Linked DNA regions of Gossypium arboreum: region 1 is linked to region 2. The links are chromatin contacts, called in public Hi-C maps. All regions are on one chromosome and are shown on one strand. The core of a region is the stretch at or near the end of the contact, and the rest is flanking DNA. Distances in the headings are between cores, read along the strand shown.

Evidence for each region. A called contact is a pair of places that touch in the nucleus more often than the background predicts.
Region 1: a Hi-C map of leaf shows a contact between it and region 2, with 3 times the contacts expected there. The contact joins two enhancer-like sites. A contact is called at or near these places in 2 of 5 Hi-C or Micro-C datasets (both in leaf).

The regions. Positions count from the first base shown.
Region 1 is chr1:31,455,645-31,462,949 of ASM2569848v2, forward strand. No RefSeq gene overlaps it. Among protein-coding and RNA genes, the nearest start is that of LOC128281720, 13 kb to the left of the region's middle. Within about 2 kb of position 4,442, at least 1 of the 2 cell types and tissues checked has an H3K27ac peak or open chromatin away from gene starts, as enhancers often do. A contact at or near this core is called in leaf, where this site is marked.
Region 2 is chr1:31,307,415-31,314,942 of ASM2569848v2, forward strand. No RefSeq gene overlaps it. Among protein-coding and RNA genes, the nearest start is that of LOC128290198, 90 kb to the right of the region's middle. Within about 2 kb of position 2,242, at least 1 of the 2 cell types and tissues checked has an H3K27ac peak or open chromatin away from gene starts, as enhancers often do. A contact at or near this core is called in leaf, where this site is marked.

The DNA.
Region 1 (7,305 bases), core at 3,192-5,691, 150 kb after region 2:
ATGACCAAATATTTCTATGCATTAATTCAATGGTATAATTGCATCATAAGGACTCCATATATATAAAGACATAATAATTTGGTACTTTAGCAAATAGAACATATATTTTACATTTTCTGCGATTAAGCCCTTTTATCAAATTGAGCATACAAACGATTAAATTTTCATACGAAACTTTCACACATGTTTAACCACATATTGTAAACACAGAAAATAATATTTAAATATTTTTTTCTGACTCGAATTTGTAGTCCCAAAACCACTGTTCCGGCTAAGGTCTAAACCGGGCCTTTACAGAAACAATTTATATGAAATGAAAAATTGGTATGAGTCATAATGATCTTGATATTCACTTGTGAAATGTTGAATTTGAACTTGAAAATGCAATTGTTTCATTCCATGATTGAATATGTTTTTATCTAGTTAATCAAAATGACATGAATTGAAATTATATGCGATTGTGGTATTATAAATTTTATTTACAAGTTAAAACTCACCTTATTGATATGTGGTTTGCCATGTCCAGCCAATTAGGCCAAGCTTGATAGCTTATTGTGCTTCATTCAAAGATAAGGTAAGTCTTTGTTTAATGCCTATGAATTTACTAAGTATCATATATGCTTACCCAGTTTGTTTTCCTTTTTTCCTTGTAGATTGTTATCTTACGAAACATGTTAAACTGGATCATTCGAAGCTCACACTATCCTATCACTGAATTGATAGCTTTTTAAGCATTTTGAGTCAAGGAATTGTGGCATGTATATAAGTTGTCTTGATGTTCTCCTTAATGTATATAAATCTTTATAAGTTGAATGTGTTGTTGAACTTGATTTATTTGAATTAGATGTTGGTTTTGGTATATGGTTTAGAAATGCATGATTTGGCATTTGTGATACCTAGTTGAACAGTATACTTTGATTTTTAAGTTTGAAATATGTATGGCATATGAAATGACATGTTTTAAAGTGAATTGGCATAGGTAAAGTTGGTATTGAATGACTTGGTGAATACATGGCCCAATCTTGATAAGTAATGCTTATGGCTCTAGATGTGTAAAGTGTACACTTATGTGCATGAAATTGAAATGAATTGGAATGTTTCTTTGTGGTAAAGACTACTAGGTAAGGATAAGTGCTTAGATGTTTTGGTTAGTATATCGTAATGTCATTTGAATTGTTTGAATTTAGTTGAGAAATATATATTGAATGTTTAGTTTAAAGGTTGGATTGAATATTGAGTTTGTTTGGTATGTTTCTTACAGGTTTTGAATGAAGTTAAGTAAATTTTTGGTGCATATCTTGTATGATTTGGTTGGAAAGCTTGAAATAGGTAGTAAATGGTTCATTTTTACCAAGAACAGAGTCCTCGTCCTGACAACCATTTCTCCTTGCCACAACGCCGACTAACAGTATGTGATATCGTGATGTCAAGTGGTTTGATGTCGTGATGTAACAAACTATTTGGCGACATCATGATGTGAGGTAGATGACATCACAACGTCAACTCTATATTTTTTAAAACTTTAGAATTTGGTCATATTTCATGCTCGGTTCAACAGAAGAGATTTCGTAAGCTCGATTAAGAGTCGGTTTGATTGTTTAACCATAAATGAATGTCATTGGCATCAAATTACATATGCATGTGAATATTTTACTGTAAAATTGATTGTAGTTGCTTCGACAATGAATGTAGCATCTTATAGCTAGGACACAATTATCATGTCGTGCAAAGAATGTTACAGTAGGGAAGGTTATAGCACCCTTACAATACCTATCTGGAGTCAGTCTTACAAAATTAGATAATTAGAGTTTCGTGCCTAAAAAAAAATTTACTCCAAATGACTAATCTAAAAATAAAATAATATCTACTGTCTATAGTCAAAGGAAAAAAACCAAAAATATTTACAATTAACTTAAGAAAGAAAACTAAAATGATCAAAATTAGAAATTCAAATCTAAACTCCTAAAATTTAGGTTAAATTTTAAAATTTAAAATCTAATTAATGTAATCTTAAAGTCTAAATCTAAATTCTATCCAAAATATTAAACTTTAAGAAACTAGTACATCGATACTGAATTATTAAATATTGTTTGGTTGGTTAATGTAGTAATACAAGGAAAAATTTATTTAGTACATCAATATAAAAATAGTTATAATAACATCAAGATTAAAATAGGTTGACAAAAATATTGAATTATTAAATCTAAAGTATTAGTTTATGTTAATTGAGTCTTAGCTCGATTGGCATGGGCATTATTACTAATGCAGGAGGACGTGAATTTTAGTGTGTTGAAGTGTGTTGTCTTTCTTTCTATGGGTTGAAGAAGGGCTATGAGAAATTCGAAACTTTATATCACAAAGAGCAAATATAATTAGAACTATAATGAAAATTTGATTTAAAAATATTATTTTATGAATTCTCACTTTTGTTGTTAAAATACCTAATAATTCAGATATTTTTTCATGACTTATAAAATATCATTAAAGTTTAATTTATAAATATAGTCCTACTTTCATTTGTTTTCTGAAATGATACATCTATCAAATATTTTTTTATAAAATTGCATGCTAAAGTTTTGTAAAATGTTTCATATGCCTATAAAATAAAATTAATTCAATTTTTTAAATGAAAATATTTATAAAATATATAAAATATATTTATAAAATTCTATAAGTTTAAAAATAAAAAATAAAACATGTTAGTCAAAGTAATTAGAGAAGAAGTAAAGAGGTAAAAACATAATTGTAATTTTATTATTGAAATAATGATGCTTTTGGAAACAGAAAAATAGAGGAAGGAAAACAGTGAAAGTACTTGGAATGACCCTTTATTGTAAAGATAGCAATCCTCTATTATTAAATGAATTAATTTAATTTTTTTATTATTGAAAAGAATTAAATAAGATTAAATTTTAATAGAATTAACATTTACTATTTAAAAATGTTATTTCCTATTCAACAAAGTTAATATTTTGAAAGTTTTACGGTTTTGTAAATAAAACCTGTTGTTTGGAATTTAACTGCAAATAAAAAATAATTTTCATGTTATTTTTAAAGGCTTAAACCATAAAATGATACCTAAACTATATTATTTTCTTCAAGTTGACACTTAAACTTTTTTTAGTATTAAGTGGTACCTAAACTATACTTTGTTACCCAAATTACCGCAACCATTAAAAAAACTCTTAGGCAAACATTTTAACGTGACAATTTTTTATTAAAACAAACCCAAAAAAATATTAAATATTATTTCCTTAAACTTTTTTTAAAGATAAACTTATAAACATATTCATCTATTTGTCCTTCACCCAAGAACCCTAGTGACGAAAAATTCAAGAATCCATCAAAAAACTCATCCAAACCCAGTTTTCAATGACAAAACCTAGATTCTGACGTTGATATTTTTTTTTCATTTTTTAACTTCGATTTCAATTTCTTTCTCACCTAAATTGAAACTTATGTATTATTTTTTAAAAATGATTTTTTATTCTTTTCTATATACTTTATATAAAATAATCAATGGGTGAATTTTATAATGCAAAAATCATATAAAGTAGAAATCTAAATACTAGAAAAAGTTTAATTTAAAAGTATGATAAAAGGAGTGCAAGAGAAATTATCTAACAGTTAAAAAAGTGCATTAAAAGAGAAGAAAGATTCATGCGGAGAGTGTAAAAATTTGAAATGCTTTCATTTATTTAACTTTGATTTTACAATTTAATTTATTTGTGTTCTTTTATTTTAATTGTAATTTAAAAGTGTAAGGTATCACATATTAATTGGTTAAGAGATTTTTTTAATGGCCAGGATAATTCAGTTAATGAATATAATTTAAGTACCACTTTAAATTACGTGGTATAGTTTAAATAACTTATGACAAAAAAGTTTAGGTATCAACTTGGGAAAAAAGAGTATAGTTTAGATACTATTTTATGATTTAAGCCTTTTAAAATAATAAACATTAATTCAATTACAATTTAATCTTATTTGATTATTTTTATAAGACATGAAATAAATCAATCCATTTATAGACAGATTTAATCCATTTCCTATAATAGCGGAACTTAATATATACTTTCACCCTTATATTAGAATTTACCATCGAGGTTTAAAAATATTCCTCAAGGAAAAGCATCTTAAATGGTGTAATATTAACTAGGTATTGAAAGATATTACAGTGTTATTAATGCATAAGTATTTATAATTTACTTGAATCTGTAATCACTAGAAGTATACAACATTAGATTTTCACAATTAACAGCTTTAACACCAATTAAATTGAAAATTTTACAAATGATTTTAATTGAGAAAATGAAATTTTTAGAGTGATCTTGGGTCTTTGAAATGGACTGGACAAGTAATCAGAAAAGGGCTTGGATTTTATGAAGCCTAGGTTTTCTAAGTCGTGTTACTATTGCTTGGGCTGAGTCCATTTTGCTATGCTTTGATGCCGACATTTGAATTCAGCCTAGGCTCATTAAATTTTTTTTAAATTGGGTAGACTACACCCAAAGTCACTAAACTATTAGTAAGTTTACATTTTGGTCAATCAATTTTAAAAGTTACAAAATAACCACTAAACTATTCAAAAGTTTTCATTTAAATTACCTGGCTATTAAAATCGTTATCATATGGCCTTCTTTATTCGCACTGCTTGCACCAATCAAAAGTTCTCATTTCCTTTCTTTTTTATAGTTCATTTTTTCCATAAATTAGTTTTGAACATCACGAATCTATGAATATACATCCAATCAGCTATCTTCTTCGACTCCGACACTGACCATCATATTGACTTAGATCTAAGCTATACTCTTCTACTTATCGATGGGTATTGACCCACTATACTGATTGTCAAATCATCGCTTGGAGTTTGCTAGCCAGACTTCTAAAATACCTTAACAACCAATGACTTAAATAATAACTTTCAAATAGTTTAGTAACTTAAATGAAAATTTTCAAATAATTGAATAACCATTTTATAACTTTTTAAAGTTGAGTGACTAGAACGTAAATTTACTGATAATTTAATCTAACTTAAATGTAGTTTACCTTTCTAAATTTTTGGCAGAATTTTGATTTTGCTTCATAGGTGCTTGTGTATTATATGAGCAGCAAGTGAGTGTAATCATAATAATAAATTGCTTATTTTAATAAAGGGAGTCATCCAATGTAAAATTGAAGTAATTTTATTTATTTTTTTTATGTTTTTGTAAGATTAATATTTTAATAATTTAATCATTAAATTTATCTATATAATTGTATTTTTTATACATATAATTTTTCGAATTGATCTACTGCATTAAAGCGCAATATCCTCTTATTTATGAGTTGAGGAGGGGAGATGGGTAGTTCTAGACATTGTGTCAAAAAGAGAGATATGATCGTAACCTATAATGAGATTGTTCAAGAAAAAAATCAAATCAATCGATATCTCTATTATATCAATCTAAAATACTATATATTGATATTTATTGAACGATTGAAATATTTTTTACATAAAATAAATAGTTAGAAATTTTTAATTTACATAAAATTTAAGATGCTTAATCTATAAAATGAAATATAAAATATGATGGTTAGATCATTAAAATATTAATCGTACGAAAATATAAGAATGAGTGTTAAACTAGTTAAATTTTTATACCGATATAAATAAATCATTTCGGTTTAAAATAAATATAAATATAATATACTCTAAAAAATATAAATACATGTATTATTATATTATTGTTCGTCTCCACCTACTGTTTTCTTTTTCCTTGTTTATTTACATCCTTGACGATAACAGCTTCTGAGCTTTAAATTTCACGTTTGTGACACAGATCATACTGTATGTTTTCCAACCTCATTAAACAAATTTGAAGAATCCCCTTATCAGTAAACTTCATATACAGATATACTAAAATAAAGGCATATATAAAAAGAATCAAGGTAAGCACTGATTGACTTCAATTTCTCATTAGTATCCAAATTCCTTTAAATAAAAGATTTTATCTTTAAAAAAAAAATATGATGGAAAGAAGATCCCTGCTAAATGTACAATTTATTGAAGATGATTTTAGGGGGTTATTTTACTGGAATTAAAAATTGGTACTGATTGTATTTTATCAAGCTTTTTATATTTATATACTGGATCACACGTTTAGGTTAAATGTAGTAGAGCATTTTATTTGTTAAATAAGGAACTATCTTTGAGGGTAACAATTGTACCTAAATTGAATTGTGTTAATCAATTTACATCTAAGGCGAAAGTTTTAAAGAATAAATGGTTTAGGTTGAAGTATAAGTTTGAAGTTGTAATTTGGAGAGTGAGTTAAACTTAAATCACAGTTTATACTTGTTTGATTATATAGTGAATTACTTTTTGGGCCACAGACATTGAAAGCTTTCAAACTGCATAAACAAATTGATTGTGTCCATCTCCATTTTTACAACTGTAGTGGCTTCGTCTAGTTGCAACCGAAGACAAAATTCAACAAAATTTTACATAGACATGGACATTAGTACAGTAAACAAATAAAACATTACAAATTGTTACATAAATGCCACTATCTACAAAAAAAAAAAAAGAAAACAACAATAGAAGAGAGATGAACAGATAGTAACTACAACATTTAAAGGTTCATAAATAAACTAAAGATGCATCACCTTGATCAACCGTTGAGAAATGCATATTAACCTTGACATCATTAGATCAACCAAACAATAAACTCTGGTCAACCAATAAATCGCTACCGAGAGCCTAATAGATCCATCATATTAGTGATGTACTAAAAGCCAAGTCTCAAATGGCCATCCCTCCTCCTTATCTAGGAGACCAATCTTGTGAACATAACCACAGTGTTTTATTATGATGAAGCCCTTGATAATGATTCTCAATAGATCTGGCAATACCCTTACCTCAGCCAATCCTATGTATACGTCAAAATATGACTACAAAAAATTAAAATTAAAATCACCGCCACTTTAAGAGAAAGCAGTAGATAAGAATTGCTACAATTTTTAGAGAAAACTAAGTGGACTAATAATGCGTTGTCTTCATGTTATCGAGTTACGACAATGGTGTCGATTGAAGGATTTGGTTCCCATATGCAAAGGCGAAGCCAGAACAATTTTTTAGGAGGCAAATGAACTTTTATTTTTTTGTAGTCCATATCTTTATAATTTTTAAAAGATTAAATCAAATTTTTATAATTTTAGGGGGGCTAAAGTGTAATTTTATCTTTATTAATTTAAAATTTTAAAAAAAATTAAAGAACCTAAATAACATTTTTTCATTTTAAGGGGGCTCGGGCCCTTGCCAGC
Region 2 (7,528 bases), core at 992-3,491:
AAACAATAAACTCTATTGGGTGACGCCACAAATTCCATCCCCAAAAATCATATTTTGATTGCACCTCAACTATATCAGCTGTACTTGAACTATTAGATAATTATAGTCGATGATAACATCATTGTTTCCATCGCTAGTCTAAAACCGTACATGAGATTTTCACCTCATACGGCTTCTCGTGGGTCACAAATAAATTTTAGGACCGAATCAATATTATTTATCTTCGTATGGTTGTAGATAGAGAAAAAATAGATTGGAAGGTCCAAAAATTATACCAATGGAATTCTGTCTGCTATATATTGAAGAATAAAAAAAAAAGTGCTTCTAAATTGATCTCACCTGTTCATAATTTCAATTTTTATTTGTTAAGTAATAACTTAAGCCTTCAATAAAATACTTCTTGTAGAATATCAATAGATATTTTAACCCATTATTTTCTATTATGAAAAAATGAAACATTCCATTAGCTCATGATTAATAGTTAATTTGTGCTCCTAAAATGATATTATTTTTATTGTATGTTTAGTAATTATATATATATATATATATATACACACATTTTTTATCACCATTGCATATTTTCAATAACATATTTATATTATAATGAAAATTAAAATTAAGATATGAAGAATTTAGGGCAAAGAAATGAAGGGTTTTGATGAATTGAAGTTATATGACAATTCTTGGTCCGTGAACTTGTAAGATGGGGTTTAATTAAATGCTATTCAATAATTTGTGTAATAAAATGGAGTAATGAAAAGCAGGTGTAGAAATTATGTTAAGCCAATAATGCTGGCGAATTTCAAATCACTCAATCAAAAACTAAGACTTTTTTGTTTAGAGTGTGAAAAAAGGAAAAAGAAAGAAAAGTTTAATTTCCAAAATCTAAGACTCTTTGTACCTATGATCTTGCTAATTAATCCGATCATTGTGAGTCCAAGGATATGTTATTGTGAAAGTAGTTAGGAAAGTGACTAGTCCAAGTTAATTTCAATTATCTTACACTCTCTTTACTTCTTTTAATTTCATTGCCCCTCCAATCATTTCTATTTTTGTCGCATGAAGAGATTCAAATTGTCAAAAAAAAAAAATTTATGAGTTCATCTTAAAAGTTCTCAAATATATCTAATTTTTTTAATTTGGTCTTTAATATTTTTTTGTACAGATTAATTACTAAACTTAACAATTTTTCAAGTTTTGATCCATGTAGTAATGACTTAACTTTTTATAAAAATTATAATTTTTAAGTGATGTGACATATAAGTAAAGTAGCATATTATCACATGGATCAAAATTAAAAAGTTATCAAATTTAAGAATTAAGTTAAAAAATTATAAAGTTTAGGACTAAATATTGCTCACCTAAAATAAAACAATACTAGACCAGGCTTAATATTCATATTTTCTTCTGGTCCAAAACCATTCCAAGAATCTTGATATGGTTGAAAGCCTCGTCAAAGATAATATATATATATCTTTAGCCTCTCTCAAATTTGAAATTAGATAAATTAGTACTTTTTTTTTAAATAGAGCAATTTAATTTATATCAATTTCGAAATTAAGCAATTAAAGACAATTAATCATGGCTTAATGACTTTCGTCAATTGTACATAATTTTGATTGGTATAATACTAAATTTAGCCTTTAATGTTTACCTAATTTGTCATTTTGGCCTTAATTCTAAAATGTTCAACAAATTCAACCTCAAATATTTTTATCATTTATACAAAAATTGTGGGATAAATTTGTTAAATTAGGACTAAATTAAGCAAATGTGTAAACTTTGAAGGCTAAATTTATTATTATACCAATTAAAATCATGTACAATTGATTAAAATATTAACATCGTAATTAATTATCCTTAATTACTCACTTTTGAAATTTACAGAGATTAAATTACTTTAATATTTTTTAAAAGAAAGAAAAATTCGTTAATTTTAAAATTGAAAGAGAGTACCCTCGTTAAATTATATATTGAACAGTAATATTTTGGATCTTTTACAAATAGTACTTACAATTTACTGAAACCCTTTTACGAGCAATAAAATGTACTAATTAAGTTAAATTTGGATTTGATATTTTAAAACTTTTATTAGATTCATGTTTTATTTTTTTGTATTTTAAAATTTTAGGAACGACTAGTTAAAGCAACAATGTTGGTTTAGGAATAGGGAAAACACAACCATGAAAAATTTTGGAAGCACCTTAAAGCAAAGATAGTAAATAATGGTCCAACTCCATTTCCATTGGGCCATTTTCATTCATCATTTCAAAAGCTTGGGTTAGTACTTTGGGTTAAATCGGCCCAGTTGAGCTTCTCGAAATACCATTCAAATAAACCTCCCTCACTGGATTTGGACTTGTTCTCTATTTAGAAATAAGAACAAGTGCTTCAAATTTATATTTATAATTTGTTACTCTAAATTTGTCAAATACAATTGTTTAGGTTTATATATAAAATTATTGCTTGCAGTGTTCTCTTTTTTGGGCTTGATTAACCAAAATGATGATTTATCAAGATATTGTTTAATAAGGTGACATGTGGTAAAAATGTTACTTTCTCACTATCCTGTTATTATTAAGTGAAATAATTCAAATGGTTTTTGAAAAAAATTATAAAATTCTAAATAAAAATTATATAAAATTCTAAAATACAAATTTCCTACTTTATTTTCTTATAATATTTAATCTATATAAATTTATTGAATTTTATAAATTTATTTTCATTATTATTATCATTTTTCTTAACTTTTAAAATTTTTGTATAATTATTTCCTATTTTTGACTTGATAGTCATGTGATAGTTTTAAATCGTGGTGGAAGAAGTATTTGTTAAGTCCATTCTACAGTGACTTCCAACCTATGTGATGAGTGTACTTTTGTTGCATAATTCGATAATGGAGTAACTATTGAAGCTATGAATGAGTTTTGGCAGGCAACGAAAATAAAGGTAGGGGATGATCGATGTTTACGTCAGACTCTATGCTGCTTTTTTTAATAGATGACCGTCGTTAGTTATGAAAATCATCATCTTTTATTTTTTTTTTAATTATACACGTAAATAATTTGAAATTTATAATAAAATTTAATGAAATCAAAGCATTTGATGCCAACAACATGTTACATTAGTAAGTTTAATAAAAAGATTATTTTTTATAAAGTCATATAAGATGACGTCACCTATATAAATACTAAGAAAATATTATTATTTCTAAAAAATTGAGGCTTAAAATTTAAATATGATGGTGGAGCCAAAGTGTTTGGCGCCACAACTTTTATACGTGTCAGTGTAATTTTTTAAAAAAATTTAATTTAAAATTATAAAAAAAAATATTTTTTTATTGAATGGAACCATTCTAAATGGCGCCACCACTTTATGTGAGGGATTATCGTAATGTGTTTTTTTTTTAAATAACATTTTATTTGGTGGAGTCATATAGTATGGTGCCACCAGTTTACTATGTATGTTTTTTTTTTTAAAATGTGTTGATTTTTTAATTTTAAATTTTAAAAAATGATATTTTATTTTTATGGAGTCATTCTGTATGGACCCACCACCTTGATTGTCCTACATATATAGATATTGTTGAGGCTTTTTTGTAACAGTTGAACTGGAAAAGAAGAAAAGAAATAAATTATTGTGTTTAGTTGGATAGCTCAAAAATCTAGTGAAGATAAATAACTCGGTGTTTTTGGTCTATGTTCTTTTTCATGGTAAAATTGTAAAAAGTGATGTTGATTGTGTATTTTAAGTTTGACAGAGAGTAGGATTGCGATTCAATAAAACTGTGAAGCTGGAAGAAATGAAAAGGAAGATCAGTGCGAAAATAGCTATCATTGTGGAAGGGAGATGTCTAGATTTTTCTACAAGTTTCCAATCTCTAGAGGTTTGTTGAAATCTTGTGAGACGCATGTAATAACCCGTTTTTCAGTTATGTCGGGAACAGTGGTTTCGAGACCACAAATTTGACGAGTAAATTTATAAATATTATTATTTAATATTTAAAAGTCAAACATGGTTTTAAAAAGGTTTTTGATATAGTGATTTTTGTTATATAAATGATTTATTAAGTTCAAGTGGTAAGACCCTAAGGTCAAGTAGTTTTAGAAAATGAGGTACCAAGACCTCATTTCTATAAACTGAACCGTAAATATTTTTATAAATATTTACGGAGTATTATTAAGGTTGTATTAAAGTTTCGTTAAGAAATTTTAACGTTTCAATAGTTAATTAAGTAAAAAGACTAAATCGTAAAAATTATAAAATTTAATGACTATTAAAAATTTGTGCTAAATAATTATTTCAACATGAAGTAGGGTTTTAAACGATAATTATACCATTTTTATATGGTGGGTCAGTTAATAGCTAAATTATATACATTTGCTTATTAAATTATATGTTATTATAATGATAAAATGAATACAGCATAATAAAATAAAAGGTTCATCTTCCCAAAACCAATTCCCACCTAAATTGAAAGAAGAAAAACTCCATGCAAGGTTTCAAGCTTTCGCCATGCTTTGGATGATGTATGTAAGTCTGATTTAGTCCTATTTTTAATATTTTTTATATTTTTGAGATTGCTGCAATTAGGTTCAGCTAGTCTGTACCTTCGATTTTGAAAGCTATTAAAGATTTTTAATGTTACCATTGATGAATCTAGTGATTTTTTTATGTTATATGATGAATTTGAGATATTAGTTATTATTTAAAAGTATTTTGTTAAGTGATTTTTGATGAATTTATCAATTAGGGACTAAATTGTTAAATAATAAAAGTACAAGGGCTTGATGTGAAATTATTACAAAAATGGGCTTTATTGGATGCCATGAATGTTCGGTTGGCATGGGTTTGCATTAAAAATGGTTAATTTGCATGTTTTAGGCTCATGGACTAAATTGAATAAAAGTAAAATATTAGGGGTAATTTTGTAAAAATGTTAAAAATACTGAATTGCATAAAATGGAGTGATTTTTCTGTCTATATTAATAAATTTAATGAAATTATTTATTTAGATCAAGATCGAGTGAAAAGTCGAGGAGAATGAAAAATTACCAAAAAGCCCATGTACTTTGATATTTATGCATTTTAGTCAGGTAAGGTCGTACGGTTTAGAATTTAATATCAATATGAATTGTTGAGTATATTATCATGGAAAAAATTATATATTTATTTTTAATTGTTGATAATGAATGGTAAATTGAGATATATTATTAAATTTGATGATAGGTTTGGATTGAACACGGGATAGAGTAAAATCGTGGTTTGGTGTGTTACAGGGGTTTGGAGTGGAGATGGTATTGAAGGGAGATATCTGTATATGACTCGAGTAAATCGAGGTTCAACATTTGTGCGAACTCTTGTGTTATACTCTCTGTCTGGTGTGTTTCGGTTGGATTAGCTCTTTTGAGCTTCTGTCTGGTGTGTTCGATAGATCTGACAATGTACTCTTATCCGTAAGACGTCCTTCGAATGAAAAATATGGGTAAGGTAATCTATTTAATGAATTTGAAAGATTTTTTTTTATTGAATATTGATCTGAACATAGATGAATTCATCAGTTGAATTTGTGGATGATAGGGAATTCTCGTGGTTGATTATTATTGTTTGAACTGTTGTATTTACTTTGGTAAGATTTATCATTTAATGTGTCGAGCTTTCTAAGTATTCATTGCTTATGTTGTTATATTTCTCTTACTTTTCAAATTATCAGAAGCTCAATCTATTTGGAAGCTCGTCGAAGACCTATCATACTATCCAAAGATTAAATTGGTAGATTCTGATGTTTTGATCAAGGTTATAATAACATGTATAGGTGGACTTGTGGTTCATGATAATTGATGAGTTTGGCATGTATATGTCATTTTGGTTGATGTAAACTTGGTGCTTTTGATGCATTATTGATGTGTGTTATTTTGTCAATGTGGTAATCCATGTTTGAATAACCAAAGATAGGTGATGAATTGACCTTAACATAGTCGAGTTATGATATGCTTAGAAAGGTTTTGAATAGATGTGCATGATTGAAATATGGTACGAATATATGTTGGTTGTTGGTACCATTTGGAAATGACTAGATTTGTGTCATTTTGATGGCTTTAATATATGTAAGAAATAGTCCAAATGGTAATGTTATTTTGATATGGCATGAGTCTAATATGTTATAGTTAAATATGCACATGTTTGGGTATGTTTGGAATGACAATTTGGTATTTTTATAATGAGACTAAGTGGAAGTATGTTTTGGGGGTAAATATGAGCTATTTTGTAATGGTATAAATATGGTATGAAATTAGGTTATAAATGTTTGATGAATGATTAAATTATGCATATGTGTAAGTATACTTGATTATTGTGATTGAGGTGCCTTTTTGGCATATTGGTTATATGGATAGATGCCATATTGAATTAACTTTGTTATGTATATTTTAGGTATGTTTGAAAGCTTGATTACATGTGCAAATGTCTAGTAGGTGTGAGCTTGAAATGGGTGAAAGGAATGACTTGAAATTGGCCTATTTCTTGTCCACACGGCCTAAGACATGGGTGTGTGTCTTAACCGTGTATGACATACAGCCACGCGACACGGTCGTGTGTCCCTTGTAGGTTTTGATGGTTGTATTTCGAAAGTTACACGGTTTGGCACATGGGCGTGTGGCTTGACTGTGTGACCCAAGTTAGAGAGTTACACGAATACTAACACAGGCTGAGACACGATCGTGTGTCCCTATTTCAAATGTCCACATTGCTAAAGACACGGGCATGTGTCTCACCTGTGTGAGTCACACGGCCGTGTGACCCCTACAGTGTGAAGTTTTCCATCTTTTTCCTCAATGTTTAAAATGTTTCTAATGTAGTCCCAAATCGTTCGTAAAGTGATTCTAAGGCCTTGAAGGCTTTAACAAGGGACAATATGTTTGTGTTTGATTGAGCTTTGATATGATTTGTAAAATGTTTGTAATCAAGTGATTTAATTTATGATTTTGTGGTAATGTTCTTTAACCTTATTCAGGTGACGAATACGAGTTGGGGTGTTACATTTAATGGTATCAGAGCTGCAGTTTAGTCGGTTCTCAGACTGAACGTAGCATGTGTGAAGTCTAAAATTACATGCCATTATATAACCTGTGATAGTGTGATATCTCTTGACTTTGATGAGATTTGTTTCATTTTTAGACAGAGATGTTTTCCAATCGAGCTAATTTCGATAATGCTGAAAGCGATATTCAAGTGTTTGGTTAAAAAAGTTGTTAAGGATGAGTAGAAACTCATAAAGGTAAGAGAAAAAGTTCATAATGTTATGTTGATAATGAATGTTTTTTTGTGTATTCTTGATAGTTAAATTTTGAGGCTTTACAATCTCCACCCCCTCACCCTCAAAGTCTTATACAACGGAATTCACAAGATTTATGTTGATTAAGCCTACAAGTATGAAATCAAAGAGTTCAGTGGCTGAATGAATAATAATGTGGTAAGAGTTGAGAACGGGTTAGCAAGTAAAGAGAGTTCTAAAAGAGATATTAGATTT